Regions from separate parts of the Ovis aries genome. Here region 2 is linked to region 1. A link is a contact called in public Hi-C data. All regions are on one chromosome and are shown on one strand. The core of a region is the stretch at or near the end of the contact, and the rest is flanking DNA. Distances in the headings are between cores, read along the strand shown. Region 1 holds the start of ANAPC13 (anaphase promoting complex subunit 13). Region 2 overlaps SLCO2A1 (solute carrier organic anion transporter family member 2A1).

Evidence for each region. Hi-C and Micro-C count contacts between places; a contact is called where the count stands out from the background.
Region 2: a contact with region 1 is called in a Hi-C map of liver, with 3 times the contacts expected there. The contact joins the enhancer-like site here to the promoter of ANAPC13 in region 1. A contact is called at or near these places in 2 of 16 Hi-C or Micro-C datasets (liver and tail adipose tissue).

What each region holds. Positions count from the first base shown.
Region 1 is chr1:255,495,644-255,498,170 of ARS-UI_Ramb_v3.0, reverse strand. It overlaps ANAPC13 (anaphase promoting complex subunit 13), which reads right to left and starts at 1,260. Exons shown (of 3, transcript XM_060395619.1): 1 at 812-1,260. CEP63 (centrosomal protein 63) reads left to right here and starts at 637. Exons shown (of 14, transcript XM_060395599.1): 1 at 637-920.
Region 2 is chr1:256,057,124-256,059,650 of ARS-UI_Ramb_v3.0, reverse strand. It overlaps SLCO2A1 (solute carrier organic anion transporter family member 2A1), which reads right to left. Exons shown (of 18, transcript NM_001038021.1): 11 at 1,699-1,827; 12 at 1,684-1,696; 13 at 1,664-1,682. Among named protein-coding and RNA genes, the nearest start is that of RAB6B, 51 kb to the left of the region's middle. Within about 2 kb of position 1,265, at least 1 of the 54 cell types and tissues checked has an H3K27ac peak or open chromatin away from gene starts, as enhancers often do. A contact at or near this core is called in liver, where this site is marked.

The sequences.
Region 1 (2,527 bases), core at 11-2,510:
TCTGCCCCATCACGAACACCTATTTTTCCTTCCAAACTCAAAGTTGAGTGTCAGCTCATCGGGGCTAACATCTCATTTCCAGAGTTAGGCGCTAAGGTGCCGTCACTCTTCAGGGGCTGGAAGCGTGGAAAGTACAAGGCGGGCAATGACCAGGTCACAGCCAGCGTCCCAGGCACTTGCCAGTCCCCATAATTAACTGTTACCACTTTCCTGAACAAAATCTTACACACGTGACTGTCCCAAAGCTTGGAATGCTCTGTCTTCTTCCTTTTTTCCTCAGCTAACCCCCAGTCACTCTAAACAACTTAGCTCCCAGGTTGCCTCCTGCAGGAAGCTTTCTCTAAGCTCCAAGAAGAACGCGATATCCGCCCCTCCGCAGGTTCCATATTTCCCGGGGCGCAGTGAATGGGCCCCATCAGGGGCTTGTTACATTGCCCGTTACAGGGTCTTCCCAGACAAGCGGTGCGTGCGTTTCTTCGGGACAGGGGCAGTTTTATTCACCTCTGTTTTAGAGATCGGTAAACTTGCAGTTAAAAGAGCAAACCTGGAATGCCCTTTCCCCCCCGCTAAATATGACCCTCTCGGGCCACCACCGTCCGTACAGGCGTGGGATCCCGCCCCATAACCTCGGCTTCCGGCCCAAGGCGGGCTCTACCAAATGCGGAAGCGGGGGAAGTCCAGGGCCTTCGTGTAAGTCCTTTTCTACCCTCCCGACGAGCGGTAAGGGAGGTAGTTATCAGGGTGAGGTGAGGGCAACGACCTCTGCCGATAGGATCGGCCGAAACCCGAACATGCGCTTCTCCTACACTACCTAAGCTAGGGCGCGGGAAACCTTTACCAGCACTGGCCCAGCACAGCCAGAACCACGCCCCCAGCGGTCATGTGGCCGAGGCGCCCTGCTCTCCGATCCCCGGAAGTCGGTGAGCCCATTTGGCGGGGCGGAGGGGGGGGGGGGTCAAGGAGGACGTTGCTTCAATTAAAAGTCAGGGAGCAGTAGGCGGAACGAATGTTCCGAAGACCGTGACTGGACGTCAGGTTGGCGGTGACGCGCGTGCGCGCCCCCGTCCGGAGGTAACGGCGGGAAGATTCGGGGGCGCGCTCGTGGCAGGCCTGTAACCGCATGTGTGAAAGTCCAACAGGCGACGGGTGCCGGTGTCCGGAGCCGGAGGCCGCCCTGGCTGCAGTGGGGCCGCAGACTGAGCGGCCGAATGGCCGGGGGCCGACTTCCTCAGCCGCCCGCTGGCCTCCAGGCTCGCCTCCGCCGGCCCGGCTCCGCCCCGGCGCCCCGCCCCTCCTCGCCGCAAACGCTTCGCAGACCCGCGAAGCAAGATATGGCCTCCCACGGCGCGCAGTCCGGGCTAGCCAGGTGGTCAGCCCTTCCCCTGAGGCCGGCCGGCGGGAGGGCGGCGGGGTGGGCGAGCTGCTCCGCTTCTCCCAGCGGAGTCGGCAGCGAGTCAGGCTGCCACTTCTGGGGAGGTACCCCCGGCCCAGCCCTCCCGCCTGGGCTGCCTCATTTGGCTAGCATCCTTCCTAGCCTTGTTGAGGCTTAGGTTGCTGACGGCAGGTGATAGTGGTTCATTTATGGGTGGGAAATTTAGCAAGTTTTTAAAAATAATTGACTTAAAAACCATAATGTTAGTTCCAGAGGTATGGTAATGTGGCAGAAATCATGAAGGACAGAATTTGGGGAACCCTGAACTTATTGCTCCATAGAAATCAGGGATGCGAAATAAAGTGAGAGAAAAAAAGGGATGGGCCCATAAAGCACTATAATCATGAACATATTTGGAAGCAGTAAACCTAGGCTCATAATGTAGTTTTTACAACATCAGAGAGTAAAAGTGAGCTTGCTGTCAGCGACTCGTGTTCATTTACAGCGTCTAGTTAAAGCATGCGTATTGCGCAGAGTAGTTTTCCTTAAGGCTTACAAACGGTTCCTTAAACCAGTGTTAACATTTTTTTCCTTCCTTTAATAAAACAGTACTGTAGGATTTGTGCCCTGTAGTTTTACAGTTCCCCACATGCTTGCATTTAACTATTTTCTAGATACGAAGAGGAAACCATAAGGATCATTAACTACATGTTACCTTCAAATTTTTCTATACTGATCATAGCTGTAGCTTAATGATATAATAAAGGGTATGTATTTTCTTATTTGAAATGTAGTATTATTAGCTTTTTATCGAGCTTCTTGCCTTTTGACTATATCATCAGTGATCAGTATAGTAAGAACAACTGAAATTAAAACGGGCTAGATATTGATAAACATTATAGATTCAGGTTTTAACAGTTATTGTAGTTGTTGTATGTATTAATTGTATTGATGCCACTTGTCTCCCGTTAAAAGGTAGAACAACTTTGGCCCTTCCCGTTCTCAGTTAAGGTAGTAGTGGTATTGGACGGTAATAGCATCACTAGTCAACTTTATTAGAGCTTCCTCCTTTTAGGAAGCTTGTTTGAAATTCAGCTAAAACCGACACTGACCTGGGTTTCAGGAATTGAATTTTTGGTTTCTGTGTTACTTTAA
Region 2 (2,527 bases), core at 16-2,515, 560 kb before region 1:
TGCCAATGCAGGAGACACAGAGATGTGGGTTTGATCCTTGAGTGGGGAAGATCCCCTGGAGTAGGAAATGGCAACCCACTTCAGATTCTTGCCTGGAAAATTCCGTGGACAGAAGAACCTGGCAGGCTATGTCCATGGGGTCACAGAGCTGGACATGACTGAGTGACTAAGCACACGCATACATGAGGAAATTGAGACTTGGTGAACTTGGCAACACCAAACGACATTTAGCCAGTTTATGGTAGAGCTAGGCCTTTGACCCTGGACCGGGTCTTCCAAATCCTGTTTTTCCATCTCTGTTGCCAGACTGATAAGGACAGGAGGGAGGTAGGCAGGGGGTAAGTTATGCCAACTTGGTTGAAACCGTATTTTCTCCTTTCCAGAGGGTGAGGTGAATGGAGGGTCATTTGACGTCAACACCTCAGGGGCAGCTTGGTGTCACTGTAACAGGACACCTGCCTTGGCCTGCCACCTGTCCTGCCCTGCCTTCTGACCTGGCTCCTAGGACACGGGGGCTTTTCTCATTGTCATCCTTTCCACAGTCCTTATTCTGTCTCTGGAACTTTCCTCATTTTCCTTCTCTGATTTTATGCCTCCAACTGAATTCTCCTCCCTCCTGTTCTTTTGAGAGTTAAAGATAGGTGAATCTACAGATGTGGAGTCAAGAGTAGAGCCTGGCAGACTGGAGGGGTCACGTGGCTCAGCCAGCAGGCTCCACCTCCTCTCCAGGCTCCGCCTCCCCTCCAGGCTCCGCCCTCCTCATACAGGATGGAGAGGCGGGGACACCCACCAAGTGAGGCTGCAGCGTGGGACTCCGCACAGGCTGGCACCAAAGCCCTGGCATTGGTGCACTAGTATTATCTCCCTGTACCACCTCAAGAACATCTCGTGTCCGAGGACTCAGCGGACCAGGAGAGGCAGGAGAACTATGTCCATGGGGTCACAGAGCTGGACACGACTGAGTGAATAAGCACACACATACATGAGGAGATTGAGACTTGGTGAACTTGGCAACACCAAACGACATTTAGCCAGTTTATGGTAGAGATAGGCCTTTGACCCTGGACCGAGTCTTCCAAATCCTGTTTTTCCATCTGTTGCCAGACTGATAAGGACAGGAGGGAGGGAGGCAGGGGGTAAGTTATGCCAACTTGGTTGAAACCGTATTTTCTCCTCCCTTGGTGGGTGTCCTTGCCTCTCCATCCTGTATGAGGAGGGCGAAGCCTGGAGAGGAGGCGAAGCCTGGGGAAGAGGTGGAGCCTGGAGGGGAGGCGGAGCCTGCCGGCTGAGCCACGTGACCCCTCCAGTCTGCCAGGCTCCACGCTGACTCCACACCCGTAGATTCACCTGTCTTTAACTCTCAAAAGAACAGAGAGGAGGGAGGAGAATTCAGCTGGAGGCATAAAATCAGAGAAGGAAAACGAGGAAAGTTCCAGAGACAGAATAAGGACTGTGGAAAGGATGACAATGAGAAAAGCCCCCGTGTCCTAGGAGCCAGGTCAGAAGGGAGGACAGGCGGCAGGCCAAGGCAGGTGTCCTGTTACAGTGACACCAAGCTGCCCCTGAGGTGTTGACATGAATGACCCTCCATTCACCTCACCCTCTGGAAGGGCGCAGCTGGCCGTTAAGTGAGGGGAGCGTTGGGAAGGAGAGGCGCACTCACCGCAGCACCATCATGTAGAGGGGGTTGTGCGAGACGCAGGCTATGAGCGCCACGAAGGAGATGAGGAAGGTGGTCGGGAGCAGGAAGTGGGCGCAGGAGACGGGACACGGGCCTGTCTTCGCTGAAGCAGATCCCCCGCTGACGCAGCTGCAGTTCAAGTAGATCTTGGAAGGAGACGGAGGGGAACAGGGGAAACCTGCCGTTATTATTTCGACTCCACACACTTTAAATGCCTGCTCCAACGGTCACCCCTCTGCCCTCCCTGGGAACCTGGTAATGCTAGATGCAGAGGCTGGAGAGGAGACGAGGTGGGGATTTCAGGCACCCTGGGGATCTCGCTTCTGATCACTGGGCAACAGTGTTTGTTTCACCAAAACCAGTCATCCAGTGTGCGCTGGACTCCTCCTGCAGTTACACCGCGAGGGGATCTGCAGGAATCCACTGCCAGGTACGGTCCACCAGTTGCGGACCTGGGTTTGGGAGGGTCTTCCTCTGGGCCAGGCCACCTGCTGCCCAGCAGTAGTGGTTTTCTGGGTTTTTGTTTTTGCTGTTTGTGTGTTTATTGCAGGGACACTAAAGGAAGAAAACATAGAAGGAGATACCACTGGAAATGGGCTTCTCAGGTAGCTCAGCTGGTAAAGAATCTGCCTGCAGTTTGGGAGACCTGGGTTCAATCCCTAGGTTGGGAAGATCCCCTGGAGGAGGTCATGACAACTCACTCAGTATTCTTGCCTGGAGAATCCCCATGGACAGAGAAGCCTGGCAGGCTACAGCTCATGAAGTCGCACAGAGCCAGACACAACTGAGTGACTAACCCCAGGGCAGCACAGCACCAGTGGAAACACAGTGAAATCCACTGAACTT